3 separate regions of the Mus musculus genome follow, and regions 1 and 2 are each linked to region 3. A link is a contact called in public HiChIP or PLAC-seq data. All regions are on one chromosome and are shown on one strand. The core of a region is the stretch at or near the end of the contact, and the rest is flanking DNA. Distances in the headings are between cores, read along the strand shown.

The links. HiChIP or PLAC-seq counts read pairs in DNA pulled down with a chosen protein or histone mark.
Region 1: an H3K27ac HiChIP or PLAC-seq map of trophoblast stem cells shows a contact between it and region 3, with 10 read pairs. The contact joins the promoter of Rcor1 here to the enhancer-like site in region 3. A contact is called at or near these places in 1 of 484 Hi-C or Micro-C datasets (embryonic stem cells) and 4 of 115 datasets of contacts at active chromatin or transcription factors (double positive thymocytes, epiblast stem cells, memory CD8 T cells and 1 more).
Region 2: a contact with region 3 is called in an H3K27ac HiChIP or PLAC-seq map of trophoblast stem cells, with 11 read pairs. The contact joins two enhancer-like sites. A contact is called at or near these places in 4 of 115 datasets of contacts at active chromatin or transcription factors (embryonic forebrain, extraembryonic endoderm stem cells, memory CD8 T cells and 1 more).

The regions. Positions count from the first base shown.
Region 1 is chr12:111,038,073-111,040,772 of GRCm38.p6, reverse strand. Rcor1 (REST corepressor 1) reads right to left here and starts at 1,406. Exons shown (of 12, transcript NM_198023.3): 1 at 885-1,406; 2 at 752-811. The coding sequence starts at 1,167.
Region 2 is chr12:111,006,601-111,009,300 of GRCm38.p6, reverse strand. All of the region lies in intron 1 of 6030440G07Rik (RIKEN cDNA 6030440G07 gene), which reads right to left. Among named protein-coding and RNA genes, the nearest start is that of 6030440G07Rik, 14 kb to the right of the region's middle. Within about 2 kb of position 1,425, at least 126 of the 459 cell types and tissues checked have an H3K27ac peak or open chromatin away from gene starts, as enhancers often do. A contact at or near this core is called in extraembryonic endoderm stem cells and trophoblast stem cells, where this site is marked.
Region 3 is chr12:110,471,198-110,473,897 of GRCm38.p6, reverse strand. The region is part of intron 3 of Ppp2r5c (protein phosphatase 2, regulatory subunit B', gamma); the gene reads right to left. All of the region lies in intron 5 of Gm19605 (predicted gene, 19605), which reads left to right. Among named protein-coding and RNA genes, the nearest start is that of Gm19605, 13 kb to the left of the region's middle. Within about 2 kb of position 1,442, at least 36 of the 459 cell types and tissues checked have an H3K27ac peak or open chromatin away from gene starts, as enhancers often do. A contact at or near this core is called in embryonic stem cells, epiblast stem cells, extraembryonic endoderm stem cells and 1 more, where this site is marked.

The sequences.
Region 1 (2,700 bases), core at 157-2,656, 570 kb before region 3:
GAATGCCCCTTCTTAGGGGACAAGGATTTCTAGTAGATGGAAATGGCCGGTTAGCTAAACCTTTTGATGGTTCTATTCTTTCACAACCTCTTCCTCCCCACCCCATCCCCCCCAAAAGAAAAAAGAAATAAAGGAAACACACATTTACAAACAGATCTTAAAATAACAGCCACAAGTCGGGCTCTCTTATCTAGACAGATGCTCTCTGGAAAGCACACTTCTTTTATTACCTGATTGGGGTGGAGGGACAGGAAGATCTTTACTCCACCAGCCCTCGGGATGGGATGGGATGGGATGGGATGGGATGGGATGGGATGGGACAGGATGGGACCGGACGGGACAAGACGGGATGAGAGTCAAGAGGCAATAAGAGCGTAGGGTTGGCAGGGTAACGCTAGGAGCCAGTTTGAAGTAAGAAGTCTCTGCGGAGCCCTGGGTCCGAGCGCCCCAGGACGCCAACTCTCCAGCACTGCCACCCGGGATCCCGTCCTAGCTCCGGTACACCACACCTGGAGGCAGAGACATCCCACTCCACCCCGGCCAGGTGTGGCTTTCTCAGAGCCGGGGGACACTGCGGGCCCAGTGCTGTCCCCACCGGAGCCCATGGCCTCCCCGCACCCGAATCTGCAGCACACTCGTGTGCGAGCGTGCCGCGCCGCCTGCCCTCGCGCCCCGTGTGCCCCCGCGGACCGAAGGCCAACACGCACAAAAAACAAAGTTGTCTCCCGAGCTCCCGTCACTCGCTACTCACCAGGATCGAAGTCGGGCACCGCCGCTTGGTACTGGGGTCCCACCCGCATGCCACCGCCACCTGCGGGGAAGCAGAGCACGGCGGTCAGCGCGGGCGCGGACACGGGCCGGGCGCGGGGGCGGCTGCCACCTACCGTGCTCCTCGTCGCTGGACGAGCCCGAGCTGCCTTCCTCCCAGGAGTTGCTGCCGCTGTTCCCGTTGGGAGCCGCCGCCGCCAAACTTTTATTCTGGCCATTATTGGGGGCGGCGGCGGCCGAGGCGGCGGCGGCGGCCGAGGCGGAGGCGGTGCCGGCCGAGGCGGCGGCTGAGGCGGCGGCCGAGGCGGCCGAGGCGGCGGCCGAGGCTGCGGAGGCCGCCGTGTTCCTCCCTCGCCGCTTCCCTGAGACCTCGGGGCCCTTCTCCACCATGGCCGGCATCGGCGGGGCCCGGGGCCGGGCCAAAGTGACGGGGACCCCGGCTCGCGAGGCGCGGGCGGCGGGCCGCGGGCAGGGGGCGCAGGTGGGCGCCGGGCCGGGCGGGCGAGCGCGCGGGATCCGCTGGCGGGAGTTGGGGCTAGAGGAGGCCCAGACGGGCGGAGCAACGAGCCGCCTCAAGCCCCCGATGCCGAACGGAGCGCAACTTTGGCTCTCATCGCCGCCCGCACTTCGCTGGCTCTAACTACTCCGGGAGCCGCGGGCGGGGGGGAGGGGCGGAGCCTGGGGGGGAGGAGGGCCGCGCACAGCCTAACCCGTCGCTCGCAAGCTCCGCCCCTGCGAGCTTCCATTGGCTCTCACGGGATCCGGGCGGCAAGCAGGGGCATGGTAGGTCTCTGTGCGCGTCCGTCAGGCCACGGGGGCGGGATCACGGGAAGGAGGGGGAAGGTTCTGTGCTTCCGTTGGCCAGGTTGGGTTGACGCGTATCGCCCACTGTACGTGGTTTGAGGTTTGCGATCGCTTTACGCCCCATGATCCATCTCTCGAGGCAACAGCGAGGAGTTAGCCCCCTCCCCCTCCCCAGCGCCCCGCTCCCTCCGCTCGCACCCTGTGGGCCCCGCGCCACCTCCCCCGGGGATCCCGCCGAGCGTCCCATCGGCTTCCCAAAGTGAATGTGCCCGACGCGAGAACAGAAATCGCGGGCAAGGTCGGGACTACTTTCCCCCTCGCGCGGAGGAGTACGCGCACAGTTTGAATGGGTTCTATACAAAGAGGGGAAACTAATTGGAAGAAACTAATTGCGCCCCCGCGTCGCCCAGGGGCGATCGAGATGTACTAGAGCAAGGGAACCTGGGGACGAGGCTCTCAGGTGGCAGTGTCCCCCGAGGGAAGGAAAGCGGTTGTGCCTGGAGACGATGGAGCTCCCCGCTAATTGGGTTGGGGGCCACCGGCTCCCCACGTTGCCTGAGGGGCCGAGGGAGGAGTCGGGATGTTCGGCCGGGGAGGGCCTCGAAGCCGTCGGGGTGAGGGGAGGTGCCGAGTGGCCCCGGGACAGCAGGAGGGACATAGATCGACTAGGGGCCCCACCGCGAGGGGGAAAAAGAAGGAGCTTGAGTCCCCAGCTCGGTAGAAGAGGAGGGTCACTTCCCGAGACCCGGGCCCTTCCCCCAGCCCGCAGGGCTAAGAGCCTGAACGCGGAGGAGTCGGTGACACCCAGCCCTGGGCGTCCTTGTCCCTGGAGTGATCAAGCGAGGGGCCCCGTCACTGCCTGACAGCTGCCTGTGGGGCTGGGTGGGCTGCCCCACCCCCCGCGCCAGCGACCAAACCTGGGGACTATAGGTGAAACCGTTTGCTTTAAATTAAAAATAAATAAATAAAACAGGAGATGGCTATTTTTCGTTTATATTACTTCAGACCTGGGCTTCATATGGGGACAGTTTTTACACCCGCTCAGGATATAAATAGCTACAGAGAGAAAACGAGAGTTTTATGGTTTGAAAGCCCGCATAAATAAGCAGGGGTTTCTCTTCCACGTTT
Region 2 (2,700 bases), core at 176-2,675, 540 kb before region 3:
TCTCCCTCTTCTGCCTCAGGCACCTTCCTGGAAACTTCCCTAAATGGTGCAGGCAGAACTTGGCCCTTTTTCTTGGCTGGCCAAGCATCTCCCTGGAGTCTACAAACATCTGCAAACCGGGGCCTGGTGCCCATCTAACCCTCTGCTCTCCACACAGCTACAGAGATGGAGGAGGCATGGGGGTCATGCTGAACGATGAAGCAAGCCTTTTCTTCTCAAGCAGGCAGAGCCTGACAAGACACAGATCCCAGAGGGATACACTAAATGCAGTCTGGCAATACCCTGGCCAGGCTCCTTGGAGCTGCTGGGCTCACATCCAAAGGCTGCATATGGCCCCCAGTCCCAGGCAGCAGCCTCTGCCCCCTTGGCCACTTCCACCCCGGGGGAGTTAGGGGATCCTTGTCTCAGTGCATCTCCCAGCTTTCTCTGCTGGAACGCCCTCTCCTTCACTGTCCCATTGAAACTCACCCTCCAGATCTCTGGACTTCCTGCCTGCCGCGCTCTCTGCCCCACCCTCATCATGCTGGATCTGTGACACGGATCACTCCAGTAATTGACAGGGTGTAGTCCCCGGCTGTAGCCTTCCCTACTCTAAGCCCACACCTGCCAAGAGAGCACACCAAGGAGGCTGTGTCCTGTGTCACTGGAAGCATGCCAAAGGCTATTTCAGACAACACCTGTTAAGAATGGACACAGAAAACAGGGACCTTGAGGCTGGCGGCACCACTTGGTTTAGATACAGGAAATAAGCCAAGTCCAGGAGTTAAAGACACGGGAGCCCAAGACTCAAGGGTCAAGGGCAGGCAGCCGTAGCCCTGCTGAAGGGTCGCGTCCTTTGTCTAGCACCAGGATCCTTTGTCTAGCTCTGTCTCCTGACTCCTGGAGGAGCCGCCTGACTTAGGTGGCCTCAGTGGGGATGAGTCTGTACTTGCTTCCGGTAGGGCCTAGAGACAGGCTATAAACTAATGAGTTTTTGCTAATTACTGGGCCCAGCAATGGAAGACACGGGGGACTGCGGTTTGCCACCTGCAGGGTGAAGAGCAATGTGTTCCTGGAAAAAAGAAGATGCCTTCCATAGAAGAAGTGAACCATGGACACGGGCAAGGGACCCCTGAGGGTGAACACAGAAGAGTGGGCGCAGGTCTCAGGCCTCAGAAGATCCGGCTTCCGAGAGCTCTCAGGCCTCTCGAGACAGTGGTGGGGAAACGGTGATGGGAAGCCTTGTCTCAGGCCCCATGGAAGAGGTCCAACCTAGGTAGTGCTGGGGAGGTAGTGACGAGAGCGGCAGCGTGTGTGTGTGTGTGTGTGTGTGTGTGTGTGTGTGTGCGTGCGTGTGTGCTTCCGTGTGTCCTCCTCAGTAGCTTCAAGGCAGTAACAAAGAACTTTATCTAGACTTGCAGTGAGTCACTAAGTAGAGACGGGGTTTCCAGGGGGAGGGGGAAGGGGTTGAGAGCAGGAGGCTTACACAGGAACGAACACCGGAAGTTAGGTTCCTGGCTAAGACATTGTTCGACCTTACATGCCACTTGTAAAATGGGTTATCAGGCTCCTCCACATGAGGTCAAGGGATAGAGCAGTTGGGGCAGGGGTGGGGGGAGCTTGGCTGCAGGGGAGGGGCTGGGGTTTAAGAAGCCACCAGATTTACTTTAAACACCAGGGCTGTGACAGGGTTCAAAGTTCCCTTATAATCTTGAGCTAAGGGACCAAATAGCACCATACGAGTAAAGACTGCATGTCCAGGGCTCCACTGACACTGGGAACCCAGGCTGCATGTCCAAACCTGAGCCAGAGGGACCCAGGAGGTGACCTTGGCAACCTGCTGAGGAATTTGGAGCCCACAATTATAGGCAGATCATCTGGCTGGGTCTGGATTCAGATCTCAGGAATCCTGCCTAACCCTCAGCATCCAGGGCACCTGTGGGACTGCAGGCCTCTTGAGGTTCCGTAGTCTGTTTTCTGGGTGATTTTCCTAGCTGATGTTAGCAGTAAACAGTAGTGTCCCTTGGCAAGGCCTGCCTGACTGCCTGGGGTGCAAGGGCCTTTTACCCCACGACACAGCAGAGCCACAGGACCTTTCCTATCCCTGATTTGGGCTCTGTGCACCAGTTTCCATTTTCAGGCCAAGGGGCACCTAGTGGGTTCAAATAGCTGGGGTGCCACAATGGAGAGTGCCACCAACCGTGTATAGTGTAGTTGTCCTGCCAGACCTGGAGGCTGGGAGCAGTGTGTGTGCCTGTCTGCATGCACGTGCATGTGCGTGTGCGTGTGTGTGTGTGTGTGTGTGTGTGTGTGTGTGCATGCACACGCCAGCACCCACTGCCCACCCATCTCTCCTGATGCCTCAGCAGAGGAGGGGGGATTTCCTTTGCCTCCAGTTAACGGTCAAGGAAATGAGGCCAGAGAGAGTTCACTGTCTCAAGCTCAGTCAGGCTTTGAGCCTGAGAGGACTTGAAGGACAGGAAAGGTCTAGTCGTCTGAAGAAGGGAGAGGAAGGCAGGTTAGGCGAGAGAACAATCTGGATACAGTAGACTAGGCCCTCAGCGCTGGCCTTGCCCATGCTGGGCTTCTCCAGCTCTCCCAGTGTACAGGTTCAGTGGCCAAGCCTCTCAAGGCTCTGCTCAGAGGCAATCAGGGGAGCAAGGAGGAGGTGCCTGTGTTTGCTGGAGAGAATTTCTTGTTTGAGTGTGGTCCTGGGGACTG
Region 3 (2,700 bases), core at 193-2,692:
TTACATGGATGTTGGAGGCCTGAACTTGGGTCCCCAAACTTGTGTTTCCTGCACTACAACCTACCAAGCTATCTCCCAAGCCCACAAGGAAAATTAAAAAAAAAAATTAACTACAACATCCAGAAATGAAAAAGACAACCATGTGAAATTAAAAGGTAAACAGATGGGCTGCGGAGGAGACACACCAGGAGAGTCTCAGTGAGACAACAGGGAACAGGTATTCAAAAAACCAGGGTGATTCTGTGCCTGCTACTGAGAATTAGGGGTACATGAGATGGGTTTCTCTGTATAGCCCTGGCTGTCCTAGAACTCACTTTGTAAACCAGGCTGGCCTTGAACTCAGAAATCCGCCTGCCTCCCAAGTGCTGGGATTACAGGCATGCGCTACCACAGCCCGGCCTTGTATTTAGTTTTTATAATACTGATGAGTGAATTGTATGATAAAATAAGAGGACTCACATCCAAACACACAAAAGAAACTATATTTCAATAAGAAAGTCAAGTTAAAGACATCTAGAGCTGCTGGGCGTGGATGGGCACGGGCATGCCCACACCTTTGATCCCAGCACTTGGGAGGCAGAGGCAGACAGCTAGCTCTCTCAAAATTTGAGGTCAGCCTGGTATACATTAGCAATACACCTGGTACATTTAGATACATGCAGGTAAACACTCATACACACAAAATAAAAATAAATACATCTTAAAAAATGAAAATGAGCCGGGCGTGGTGGCGCACGCCTTTAACCCCAGCACTTGGGAGGCAGAGGCAGGTGGATTTCTGAGTTCAAGGCCAGCCTGGTCTACAGAGTGAGTTCCAGGACAGCCAGAGCTATACAGAGAAACCCTGTCTCGAAAACCCAAAAAAAAAGAAAAAAAGAAAGAAAGAAAACGGAGGAAGCAAGAGACTGGGCTCAGATGTTAAGATCTCTGGCTTCTCTTCCAGAGGTCCTGAGTTCAGTTCCCAGCAACCACATGGTGGCTCACAACCATCTGTAATGCAATCTGATGGCATTCAGGTGTCCATGCAGACAGCTTTCATATAAATGAATGAATCAAGAAAGAAAGAGACAAACAAACAGAGAAAGAGGACAAAATCTATGAGTCATAACAGAGAGGCAAGAATGATTTGACACGTGTAACCAATAAACTTATCACATTAACAGAATGATAGACAGAAAGGCTGTATGACCATCGTGACATCAGACACAGGAAGAACCCATGGTACTCTGTGATGGTGCATGTCTGTAATGCCAGCCCTCAGGAGGCAGAGGCAGGTAGGGCTCTGTGAGTCTGAGGCCAGCCTGGTCAACATACTTTTAATTTCTACTTTAGTGGGTTCTGAGAAGGCCAGGCTGATTCTTTGATAGGCTTCACATTGGGAGTTAAGGAGACTAGGCCCAAATCTCTGTTTCTGAGAACCGGGCAAGTCCAGGCAAGTCCCCAGAAGCTGCCCCGCCCATCATCTGGCCTGAGGCAAGGACAATGGGTCAGCAGCAGCTTCCAGACCTTCCACAGCAGGTTCCCAGCCCTTACACCCAGGTAAAGGAATCTGCATAGAGATGGACCCAACAGATTAACACAGAGGTCACCTACCCAGAAATTCCCTAACGTGCTTTAAATCAGGCCTGTGAGCTCACCTGTGTGTCTCTCTATTCGGGTAATGGGAGACCCCAGCATGCTGGACTTGTGCAGAATAAAACACTCGTTGTGTTTACATAGTTTGAGTCCAGGGTATCATTCTTCAGAGAATGATAGACCCTTACAGGTTCCAGTACAAAAAAAAAAAAAAAAAGGAAGGGAAAACAGAGAGACAGAGGGAAGAAAGGACAGGCACAGAGGGACACATTTCACAACAAAGGCTGTGTGTACTGAGTGGGAAGAGCTGAAAGCATTCCTTGAGGTCAGGAGCAACAGGAGGACGCCATCCTCACACTCTTACTCAAAGCATGCTATAGTCCTAGACAGAACGATCCAACACGAGAGGGAAATCAAGGGCAACCAAACTGAAGCTATGGCAGATAGCATGGCCTTACCATATAGAGGGCTTTTATGTTTGCTTTGTTGTTTTCGAGACAGGGTTTCTCTGTGTAGCCCTGGCTGTCATAGAGCTCATTCTGTAGACCAGACTGGTCTTGAACTCACAGAGATCCACCTTCCTGATTCCCTGAGTGCTGGATCTTAAGGTATGTGTCACCACCCTCAGCTGATAGCCTTAACTTTAAAACAAGGTCATTTCTATTTTTATGTGTATGGCTATTTGGTCTGTTTGTACATCGGTGCACCAGATGTGGGCCTGGCTCCTGGAGAAGCCAGAATTATGGGACTGGATCACGTTGTGGTTTGAATGAAAATGCCCCCCACACCCACCCCACCCCCACCTCACCCCTGTAGGCTCATAGGGAGTGGTGGTATTTGAAAGGATTAGCAGGGGTGGCCTTGTCGGTGGAAGTGTGTCACTGGGGGTGGGCTCCTGGGTTTCATTTCTCTCTTCCTGCCTGTGGATCTGGATGTAGAACCTTGACTCCGTCTCCAGCGCTGTGTCTGCTTATGTGTAGCCATGTTCTCTGCCCAGTGATAATGCACTAAGACTCTGAAACTATAAAGCAGCCCTAACTAAACGTTTTCCTTTCTAAGAGTGTCTATGGTGTCTCTTCATAGCAATAGATCAATGACTAAGGCCGGTCCCCTGCAACCAGGGTG